Regions from separate parts of the Sus scrofa genome. Here region 2 is linked to region 1. The links are chromatin contacts, called in public Hi-C maps. All regions are on one chromosome and are shown on one strand. The core of a region is the stretch at or near the end of the contact, and the rest is flanking DNA. Distances in the headings are between cores, read along the strand shown.

What was found. Hi-C and Micro-C count contacts between places; a contact is called where the count stands out from the background.
Region 2: a Hi-C map of embryonic fibroblasts shows a contact between it and region 1, with 2.0 times the contacts expected there. The contact joins the promoter of RAPGEF1 here to the promoter of UCK1 in region 1. A contact is called at or near these places in 1 of 5 promoter capture datasets (liver), 3 of 47 Hi-C or Micro-C datasets (embryonic fibroblasts, heart right ventricle and skeletal muscle) and 2 of 2 datasets of contacts at active chromatin or transcription factors (alveolar macrophages and skeletal muscle).

The regions. Positions count from the first base shown.
Region 1 is chr1:271,451,261-271,457,045 of Sscrofa11.1, forward strand. UCK1 (uridine-cytidine kinase 1) reads right to left here and starts at 2,551. Exons shown (of 7, transcript XM_003122250.4): 1 at 2,310-2,551; 2 at 1,763-1,922; 3 at 897-993; 4 at 671-813; 5 at 490-584. The coding sequence starts at 2,417.
Region 2 is chr1:271,621,617-271,627,401 of Sscrofa11.1, forward strand. It overlaps RAPGEF1 (rap guanine nucleotide exchange factor 1), which reads right to left and starts at 2,993. Exons shown (of 26, transcript XM_005654593.3): 1 at 2,766-2,993. The coding sequence starts at 2,826.

The sequences.
Region 1 (5,785 bases), core at 1,301-3,800:
TAGTCAAAAAGGCAAGACGGAGAAAAAGACGGATGGCCTCCTCGCCACAAGCCAACTGGACCTTCCAGCGCCCACGCCGGCCCAAGGCAGCCCAGAGGAGCACGTGGCTGGATGAAGTTAATGAAGCACCTGCTATATGCCAGACACCAGGCTGGCAGTGAGGAGACAAAAGCCCTGCCCCCGTGAAGCCCCCTCTTCTAAGGGGGGGCGTAAGGAAATGGCCAGTCAGCTGACAGGCAGTGCCCTGGAGAGACGCAGGCCGTGCAGGTGTCGGGGCGAAGGCCTGGAGCGGGGAGGAGGCAGGCAGTGGGTGGGGGGAGAACAGAGGGCGATTCACGCCTGAGAAGTGCCGCGTGGGCACAGTCAGCTCAACTCTCCCTTCATCGGCAGGCCACGCGCCCCCCCCCAGCCCCGCTCTCCGAGGACCGGGCGGCGCGGGCCCTCTGGAAAGGGGGGCACAAGGAGGCCCGCGAGCACGCGAGGCGGTACCGGCAGGCAGAACTCCTCAAAGGCCGGCTTGACGAAGGTGGTGTACTGCGTCAGGATCTGCTCCAGGTCGCGCCCGCGCTGCACGTCCCGGAGCACTGCGGCGACAGGAGCAGGCGGTGACCCCGAGACCCCACACCCGCAGCCGCCCCGGCCGGGGCAGAGAGGCTCGCGGCCGCCTCACCTCTTCGCGACAGCCTGACGTCAGAGTCGGTGTCCACGAAGAGACGCAGGTGGAACATGTCCCGGATCTCCTGGGAGTAGAAGACCAGGATCCCCTCGAACAGGACCACGTCCGCGGGGTAGACCACCGTGGTCTCCGCTAGCCTGCGGGCAAGCCCAGGAAGGCACTGACTCCGGGCCGGGGGCACATCCCGGCGGGCGGGAGGGGGCCGCGGGCGCCAGCTCACCTGGAGTGGGTCACAAAATCATAGGTTGGGACCTCGACAGTTCTGCCCTCCACGATGCGTGTCAGCGTCCTGTGCATCAGCTCGTTATCAAAAGCATCTGCAGGGATGGAGGAAAAGGCCAGGCAATGCCACTGTCCCTGCCTGGGGGCAGGTCGGCACTGGCTCTGCCCCGGGGTCAGCACAGCTGGGTGCTGGTGATTCCAAAGACCCTAAAGGGCAGACACAGGTCTCTGATCACCCAGCCGGGGAGGTCGGGGTGCTGGGCGGCTTTTCTCTCCCCTTCTGGAAAATAACTAAACTGACGCTTCTCAGGCCTCCTTCCCGTGGAATGAAGTAAAGATGGGAGCCAGCCACAGGGCGGAATCTTCTAGTAGCAGCAGGCAGGAGCAGCCCGGCTCTTCCCCTTATCCATCCCATCTTGACCTGTTCCGCTGGCCCCTGACCAGACCAGGAAACGGAGCCTCAAAGGCCTCTGGTCCGCGTTTACACGCTGCCCCCCACTGCTGGCCTCTGGAGGACTCTGCCCCCCAGGGAGGGTGGGGAAACGAAAGGCCACAGTGGATGTGGCCTGTGCAGAGGGCCCTTAGCACAGGAAGCAGGGGGACAGCTCCATGACCACAGAAGTTAGGGGCAGAGCAGTGGTCCTGAAGACCTCCTGGGGTGTGGACTTCCTGCGAGTCCAACCCAGGGAGCCACCCAGGGCCCAGAGAGCTTGGGAGTGACCTCCTGGCTCAGGCACGCAGCCCGCCACCGCGGTGATTTCACGGAACCACTCAGGTCTCTTCTTATCCCTGTCCAACCCGGACCCAGTCTCTGCGGTCTGCCTCCTCCCCCACTCCCTCCTCACCCCTGGAGTCTCTCTCTACCTGGATGGTCAAAATTGTACTGTCCCTTCAAGGCCTTGGCCTTCTGCTCCGGGGTCAGGACCTTATAGAACCTGTCTTGGCTCAGGATGACCAGCTTCCGCTGCCTGTGGTCTACTTCATTCTGTCCCAGCAGCTCCATGATCTTCTCACAGACAGTTGACTGGGAACAGAGAAACAGGATCCCCGCCTGGAAACGCCCACCCTGACCCAGCAACTCCCTGAGGGGCTGCCAGACCGGCCAGTGGCAGGCGGGGCTGCACTTGGCGGGAGGGCCTCGGGGCACTGGCTGGAGCCGCGCAGGCCTAGAAGCCACGAGAGGCCAGGCCAGCGGGGAGTCTGGGGTGGCCCCCAGGGTCCAGGGCTCGGCTCCCCCCTCCTCTTGCCTGCGCCGGGTCCAAGCCTAGTCCTCGGGGGACCCTCCGCCCCCAGCCTCAGCAGCTTGGGGCTGGGGTCTCTCTTTGGACAAAGGCCGCATCGGGCCCCGGAATCCCTAGGGACCGGGGGTCGGGGTGACGCGCAGGCCCCGCCGCGCCGCCCAGCCCCTTACCTTGCCGCTCGCGGTGCCGCCGCTCACCCCGATCAGGAAGGGCCGCTGGTGAGGACGGTCCGCCTCGGGCGCCGCGCCCTCGCAGTCCCCGCCTCCAGCCGCAGCCATCCCCGGTGCCGCTCGCCCGCATCGGGTTCCTCGCTCCCGCCGCCACCCCGAACCAGCCGGCCAGCCAGCCCCAGCGCAGAGATCTGAGACGCTGCCCCCCAGCTCCACTTCCGGGAGGCAAGCGGCCGCGGGCGCGCGCGGGGCACGGCGGGACTTGTAGTCCCAGGCAGCCGAAGGCGCTGCGCATGCGCGGGCCGGGCCCGGCCGCTGCTCCCAATGGATGCTGAGCGGCCGCTCCGTGGCAGGTTTTTTGCTTTGTGTTTTTGGTTTGTGTTTTTGCTGCAAAGGACAAAAGTCACTCAGTACCGTAACTAGCTGCAGGCATCTCTAGATGCGGGGCAGCCTCCGGGAAGGTTCCCTCCACCCGTTGGAAATGATCCCCTCCGGACTGAAAGGCTAGAGTGGGGACTTGGGCCAGCGCCAGCGCTGAGCCCCCTGAGCTGGTCGGAAACTAGAACTGGTTTTGCTGCTTCGTGTGCGGTCACCTTGAGCGCGGCTTCACCTCTGCACCTCCCCTTCCCGCTCAGCTCCTGCCTGCATCATCAGGGCCCGACCTCTCCTGGCTGAGCACAGCCTTAGCCCTGCCTTGGCTCGCCCTCACTTCAGCCCAGCCTACACACTGGCCACCTAGCACTTTGTAGTGTTTTCTAACGCTGTCACCTACCCGCTCCCCCGCTAGAGCCTTCCGTGGCTCCCTGCTGCCTCTGGCAGCAAGTTCCTGGCTTCCTCAACCTTGTGGGCAGAAGTCGTCTTTTTAGATTCAGGCAGGAGGCAGGCCGTGAGCCAAGAAACAGCTGGGTTCCACCTGCACTCTCAGTGCCTGGCACAGAGAAGGCAAATACACATTGACTCAAATTGTGTATTCCCCCCAATGGTATCAAGACTCTCTTTGCAGGTCTAGCTCCTAATGTCTTGTGAGCTCTCCATGAATATTTGATGATGTTGCAATTTGATTCAGGAGAGACTATTTCAACATGGGGGCATCAGGTGAAGTCACTGCCCATGTGACTGCAGAGGCATTAACCCATCTCGGGAAGGGTTACAGGACAGTTCTGCTGATCAGAGAGGGTACAAGGAGACGCGGGCCTCCTGAGCCCTGGGACCTGGGCAGAGGGAAGCTGATGAAAGGGCAGCTGACCAGTGTGGGAAAACCACCCCCTAACTGAGAGGAACTCTAGCTCAAAACAGGGAGGTCCATTCCCACGCTTCCGGGCAGCACGGTGAGGTTGGACACCAGGCTCTGGGGAGAGCTGGGTTCCAACCTTGCCTCTGCTGAGTGACCTTGGCAGTGATGTGGCCATGGTGTCCCTTACATCTCAGATGTTAGGGGTGAATGTAATGACTGTGAAATAAACACATACAAATGGAACCCGGGGCACCCCATGGTGGCAGAGGTTCAACAACAGACCCCAAGAGGAGTTCCCGTCGTGGTGCAGTGGAAATGAATCTGACTAGGAACCATGAGATTGCGGGTTCCATCCCTGGCCTCGCTCAGCGGGTTAAGGATCCAGCGTGGCCATGAGCTGTGGTGTATGTTGCAGACACAGCTTGGATCTGGTGATGCTGTGGCTGTGGTGTAGGCCGGCAGCTGTATCTCTGATTGGAACCCTAGCCTGGGACCCTCCATATGCCGCAAGTGTGGCCCTAAAAACAAACAAACAAACAAAAAAACCAGGCCAAAAGAGAAATTGAAATAGAGAAGTCATTCTTGCAGATCTTGAAGGAAGGCTAAGGCGTGGCTGGAGGGGCGTGGCAGGGAGGTGGAGGCAGAGTGGGGACACAGAGGCAGGCTCCGGGGCACACACCTTTATCAGGGTCACGGGTGGAGTGCTTTGGGGTTCTTGGCCTAAGGCTGTGTTGGTCAGTTTGAACCAAAGGAGCGAGCAGGGTTTGGGGAGCGGCTTGGAGGGTCTTTATCTAAGGGACGTGTGAGGGGAAGGCGCGGATGGCAGGAGAGCGTTGACCACCAGGGTGGACGTTGGCTTGTGACTCGCAGGCTGCTCTCTAGGGCCTGCGCGTGTGTGACGGGGCTAGTGTCAGTGTCGGGTCTCTGCAGGCTGCTCGGCCAAACTAAATGGGTGCCAGGCAGCAGGGCTGTGGAGGGGCTGAGCCAAACTCTTGACCAGGAAATGCCATGAGGCTTCCATGCCAGAAGGCACACAAAGGGCCTGGTGTGAGGCCCAGCCCAGAGAAGGTGCCTGTTCTGTGTAGTCATTTCTGTGTCTATGTGACATCCGTTCCTCACAGAGTCAACTGTATTAACTCTATTTTCTTTTCCTTTCTCTCTCTCTCTTTTTTTTTTTTTTTTTTTTTTTTTTTTTTGGCAGCCCTGTGGCACATGGAGTTCCTGGGCCAGGGATCAGATCTGAGCCACAGTTGTGACCTGCAGCACAGCTACGACAATGCCCAATCCTTTAACCCACTGTGCCAGGCTGGGGATTGCACCTGCATCCTGGTGCTGCAGAAGGCCACCTATCCTGTTGCATCACAGCAGGAACTCCTAACTATATTTTCTTATTTGGGGTATTCTTGATGCTCTGGCATTTGGGGGCCTTACAAATCCTTCCTCTCCCAAAGCTAGCCAATCCTCAGGGATGGCAAAGGGAGCCCATCTTTCGCAGGCAACGCAGCCAATCCCCAACCACCTCCCATCTAACCCTACACACTCCCACCAAGCCCCAGGCACAGACAGCCCCCGAGACCCTCAGGGTCTCAGTGGGGTCAGCCCCTTCGCCTGGCTGACTCTTCCCAGCATCCCTTCCCCAAAGATGCTTCCTCCCCAGCTGGACCAGGCCAGTGTTCTCCAGAGATGCCGCATTTCTCCTGGAAAGCACGGAACACAGCTACAGTTAAGTAGCAGATTCGACAATCACCACTTGATGTTTGTTCCCAGTTCTGCCTGTTTGGCCAAACCTCTCTGCCACTCGCAGGCAGCATCTCTTCTTGCCAGGTGAGCAATGGGCTCGAGACTCATAGGTTTGGTTTTCTTAGAAGCAGGTGAGGCAGAACTCTGCGATGCTCTGCCCTGTCTTCACCACCCCCCACCAGGTCAAGTTCACAGGAGCTCTCCGTCCCCATCCCCGTAGCCCCGCCACCTGCAAAAATGTCAGTTCATTCCGGTCGGGTCTTTAAGCTTTTGTTGAACACGAGCTGGAGCGCTGCGTTTAAAGAGCTAACCAGGTGCCTGTCATCATCAGAGCGTTTTTTCTTCTTCTTTGTAGGGCTGCACCTGCAGCATATGGATGTTCCCAGCCTAGGGGTTGAATCCAAGCTGCAGCTGTGACCTACACCACAGCTCACAGCAACGCAGGATCCTTTAACCCACTGAGGGAGGCCAGGGATCAAACCCGCATCCTCATGGATACTAG
Region 2 (5,785 bases), core at 1,743-4,242, 170 kb after region 1:
AAGCCCCCCCACCCCCGCCCCGCCCCGCCCCAGCATCCTTCCGGCCCTCCATCAACCCTCTCCCCCAGCCAGCAAGCTGACCCTGGGCCACTCTCCCCAACCCGGCCTATCCTGATCCCCCGCCGGACCCAGAGCAGACTGCTGAAGACAACCCGTCTGAGGCTTGCCTCCCTGGTCCCCACAAGGTGGGAGGCCGCAGAGGAGGGCCGTCTGCCCGACCCTCCCCCAGGCAGGCACTGCCAAGTAAGTCAAAGCGTGGAAAAGCCATCTCCCCCGGGGCTGAAGAGGCTGCAGCTCACAAGAGGTACCAGGTGGGAAGACTGGGCTCGATTCTCGGGTTCGAAGGGATGCATAACGTTCTCGCTTATACTTAAAACCCATGGCTTCCTCAAGCCCTGTGAAGTGGAAGCCCTGGTCCTGTCTTCAGAGAGAAGAGATACGAACACAGGGAAGCAACACTTCTGTTCACAGAAAACAGCAAAAGCTCACAAGGATGACTGCTGGGTGTCAGGCTCTATGACTTAACCAGAGTCTATTCGCCTGCTAACAGGAGGTGTCACTACCCTAACGACCTTTCCTTTAAATAAAACATTCTGCTGGTGACTTAGCAGTGAGCCCCTCTAGAAGCTCCTACAGAAACCAAACGGGAAATCGCGTCAAAACGCCCAGTTGAGGTCCCCTGTGGTGACCGGCAGAAACAGGAAGGCGTGCCCTTCGCTGCAGTGTCCCACAGCAACAGCTCTCCTACCAGAAGGATGGCCCTCTCGCCGGCTCCTCGCGAGGGCCCACCCTGGCTTTGCCAACCTCCGCGCTTTCTTTTTCTCAGCCCATCCTCCTCCAGAACCTTCCACACCTCTGCTCAGCCTCTCCCCCCACCTCCCCTGGGGGACCCTTCCTCTCCTCAGAGCCTGGCCAAATGCTCTTTCCTCCAGAGCCTTCCCCCCTCCCTCTGTGGGCGAGCCACCCCCTCCCTTACGCCCAGGAACCCTGCCACCTGCTACTGCACTGTCCCCGCGGCCTGCTGGCCCAGGGATGATGCTGGGTCTGGCTCTCCCGCCCTCAGACAAGCTTCTCTGAAGGCAGGCACTGCCTGGATTTTGCATCTACTACGGCCCCTGGCAGAGGGGCCCAGGGAAGGCCCTGGACGACCTATGCTGAAAAGAACTGGCCGCAGGCCTCCTTTCTCAGGGGAGAGAGGATGCATGTGACCACTCACCTGAGCAGCTGAGCTGCGGCAAGCACCTCGTGGGGGTGACAGGTGCTTGCACTGGGCTCTTCACTTTTCCGTGATTTTCAAGTTTTGCCAACTATCCTCATCCTTTGCCAAGAAGACCCTACTAGTGCTATTTTAAAATAAACCCTCCGAGTCTGCAGGCAATACCGTCCTGAGACACCATGCATCCTGAGAGACGCAGCACAGATTAACCAGAGGTGTTTCTGGAAGAGGGTGTGTGCAGGGAGGGAACCCGCGGTCACTGGATGTGGCCCTGGGGCTGAAAAACAGTGAGAAAAACACCCAGGAAACAGCACCCGAAGCCAAGGGCCCTGCACCCAAGGAGCCACCCAGGCTTCTGGCCAGAGCCGGGCATCCATGCCCAGCCGGCTGCCCTCTGGCCAGGCGGCCGGCGAGAACTCTCCACGCCCCTCTCAGCACCTGCCAGGATTTAATAAGCGAAACATCGAAGATGCTCAGCACAGCGCCGGATATATAGAAAACCCTCCAGAAAGGCCACGAAAATGTCCTTTCTGGGCTTAACCCACAGCCGGCGAGTCAGACCGCCTTCTGGGTCCACTTCGAGGCGCTTCTCAGAAACGGGTCCTGGCTCAACCTGGGAAACCAGCAACTTCCCAATCAGTGCAACCTGCCCCCTCCAGCCCCCCTAAAAGCCTGCCTTCCCAAACTGCCAAGGAGGACAAGGTACCAGGCTAGGACAACCAGGGATGTTCGCTGCCTTGGACTCAAGGATGTGCCCCGCAAGGTGCACAGTGCCGCGGGCTAATTAAGCCCTGGGCCCCAGGTGCGCGGCCCAGGTGGCATCTTTGGGGATCTACTCCCATAACAGGAGGGCAAAAGCCAGGTAACCGGAAGGCAAGGCTCCGAGACTTCTAGGAACACACAAAGAGAGGAGGTTTGCACCAAGCTTTCTGGTCGACCCCAAACCCAACCGGCTCCCCACACGCCCTGCTTTCCAGGGCGCAGCTCGATCTCAGAGGAAAGCTCGCCCGCGCCCTGAAAACGCCCAGACACATCCTGCCTGCTTCCTTTGAAGCCTCCGAAGTGGATACTTCTGGTTAAATTTAAACTCCGGGCTCCTTCGAAATGACACCTTTTACGGCTCGGCTCTATTCACCGTCTCAAAGACGCCCGCCCGCCGCCGGGGCTCGGCTCGGGCGCTGCAGCCACTCGGACACGCGGCCGCGGTCCCCCGCCTCGTCCCCGGTGCCAGCCGTTGTCTGAAAGTTCACGCCGCGGGCCGAGGGGCGCGCACCGACCGGCCCGGCCGCGGGGCCTTGCGCTCCGGCCGCGTCCGCCCCGCGCCCCCGGCCCCCGGGCCCCGCCGGTCGCGCGCCCCGGGGAGCGCCGAGCAGCCCGGCCCGCCGCCCGCCGAGGCCCGCGGAGGCGAAGCCGCGACGCGCCCAGCAGGCCCGGCGGCGGTTTCACTTCTGCTCCCGGCGCAGCGCCGGGCCCGCGGGTCCCGGGAGCCCGGCCGCCCCGCCCGCCCGCCCGAGGCACGGGCCGCGCCGCGCCGGCCGCCGCGCCTCACCTGCTTTCTCGATCTTGCCGGACATTTCCGGGCTGCGCCGGAGGCCGAGGCCGCCGCTCATCGGGCCCGGGCCGGGCCGCTGCGGGGCCACAGGCCGGCGCGGCCGCCGCTCGCCTCGGCCCTGGCTCGCCGCGCCTCAGACCCGCGCCGGCATGGCGGGCTCCGCGGGCCGCGGCCTCTGCGCTCGGCCAGCGGCGCTCCAGCCCGCCCGGGGCCGCCGCCGCTCCGCCTCCTCCGCTCCGGCCGCCGCCGCCGCCGCCGCCGCTTCCCGGGCCCGCGAGCCGGCCGCAGCGCCGCGCCGCGCCGCCGCCGCCGCCCGCTGGCCTCGGCCGCGGCCAGAGCGCCACCTACCGGGCGGCCGCCGCGCCGCCGTGGGCCCAGCGCCCCCTGCCGACTCGGAGCCGGCCTGAGCCTCCCGCCCGGGATGCAGCGCCCCCTGCCGGCCCGGAGTCTCCGCGCCGGAGCGTTGGCCCGACCTCCCAAGCCGCACCTGGGAGTCAGGGTGCCCTGCCGGCACAGAACCTCTCTGCCAGGGCCTGGGGTTGGACCCCGCCCCAGATTCAGCATCCTCTGCCATGGAAGCAGCTCCCAACCTGGATCTGGCTGAGAGCTTGCCCAGATCCCTCCCCACTTGAGACCCAGCATCCCCTGCTGGCCTGTAGTCTCCATACCGTGGCTTGGGACTGACACCCCAACCCGGGTTCAGAGCCTCCCCTGCCCAGGTCCTGGAATGCCCCCCTCACTTGGAACACAGGGCCCCTCCCAAACTCTAGCCTCCATGCCTGGGTGACTGACACCACCCAGGATTCAGAGTGCCCTGATGGCCCACACTCCATGCCAAGCCTGGGGCCCATCCCCCTCCCTCTACCTGGGTCTCAACAGCCCATTTGGGTTGAGTCACCTGGTAAGGGCTCCCTGCCATCCCAGAGCCTGGAGGCTGGGGACTGACCTGACCTGACCAGGGGCTCCTCCTGACCCGACCTCTCCCCTCACCTAAGACTCAGCACCACCTGAGAGCAGGAGCCACCTGGCCAGGTCAAGGCCTGATTCCACTTAGAGCTCAGTGTCCCCAGAGGCCCAGCCCATGAGGATGCAACAACCGTGTCCTCTCTACTCATTCAACCCCCAAAGGGGGACCAAGCTATCCTCCAGCCTGGACGTCAGCTATGGGACATTCAGAGTGTGGCAGTGAGTTCAGTAAAAGTCATTGGTTTGAGAATCAAACAACCTACTAGAGGAGTTAACACGGAGCTCAGTGGGTTAAGGATCTGACATTATCGCTGCTGTGACTCTGATTACTACTGTGATGGAGATTCAGTCCCTGGCCTGGGAAGCTCCACGTGCCTTGGGCACGCCAAAAAAAAAAAAAAAAAAAAAAAAAAAAAAAAAAAAAAAATTCCTACTAGGACCAGGCACTGTGTGAGCTGCTACGGGTCCTACAAAAATGTGCAAAATTGATTCTTCCCTCCAAAGAGTTCATAATTTGAGGAGTCAAAGTTAAATCATATAAAGCAAATAAAGATAACACACATTCAGTAACAGGGGATGTTCACATGTAGAAAAATCTCCTGCCCTCTGCTCGCTGTTCTTGGCCCCAGATGAAGTTCAAAGAAATAACTCGAAGTGAACTCAGCTGGTTTTCCCTCGAAATAGGTTAATTAAATAAGCTGGTGATGGGGACGGGATTTGGCAGGGGTGCAGGGAGAAGGGAAGGTAAATCCTGTTTGCATCGCCCCAACTTCTGGTGGGCTCGCTGATTCTGTGAGAGCTGGCCCTTGGTGGCAGCCAAATTCCCAGAGCCGTCGGTTCTAACTCTCTAGGGGTCAACGGCAAAAAGCCAAAGATTGACAAATTCATCTCTCTTCGAGCTGGTGAGTGGCTGCTCTGAGCCAGAGTGCCACTGCTCAGTTCTCTTGGAAGTCGCATCGCCAGGCGGAATCAGCCCTTGGCCCCGGACCGCCACCCCCACACTCCCACTGCTGTCCGCAATCCTTCTAGGCTTCCGGGTCGGCACTTTAGGTCCAAAAGCCTGGGTGTAAAGCAGAAGATGGGTCCGAACATATAGTAGGCCCAGCCAAGGGTTCGTGAGAGTGGAACAAAATCTATTTAATAAATCACGACCTATCAAATGACAAGGGATTTTCAAACAATGAAGTACTTTACAAACAGACATTACTGTAAATAAGGGTCATGGAGCTTATTTAATGAAGATTATTTGGAGTTCCCGTCGTGGCGCAGTAGTTAACGAATCCGACTAGGAACCATGAGGTTGCGGGTTCGATCCCTGGCCTTGCTCAGTGGATTAAGGATCCGGCGTTGCCGTGAGCTGTGGTGTCCGTTGAAGACGTGGCTCGGATCTGGCATTGCTGCGGCTCTGGCGTAGGCCGGTGACTACAGCTCCGATTCAGCCCCTAGCCCGGGAACCTCCATATGCCACGGGAGCGGCCCTAGAAAAGGCAAAAAGACAAAAAATAAGTAAATAACTAAATAAAAATAAAGATTATTCATCAAAGGTACTTAGAGTGATATGGAACGCAGGCAAGGTAATGAAGCAAAGAGATTCCTCTGGCTTTGTCCTTCCCAGCTTGAGGCCCTTTCTCATGATGCTTTTTTTGGTCTAGAATACTCTTTTTCCTCTTCATCTGGCTGATTCCTAGTTATTTTTCACTTCTCAATTTAGCTGCCACTTCTACTGGAAACCCTTCCCCAGTGGCCCCAGCGGGGCTAGCTTCCTGTACTGGTGAGGATGCCTGATTTCACTGTCAGAAACCCAGCCCAGCTCAATTAGGGCAAAAAGGGAACTTGTTGGACATCAAAACAAACAAATCAAGGATATAACCGGAAGCAACAGCCACTTCTAGCCTCTGAAACAACAACGTTGCTCCTCCGGCTTGGCTCTATCCCCAAGGAGCTCTCTACACAGAGGCTGATTTGGGTACCAGCTGAGTCTCCTTAGCCTAGCTTGAGTCACAGGCAGTTGGGATGGGCAGGTAGGGTGCATAAATTGGCCAGGTCTGAGA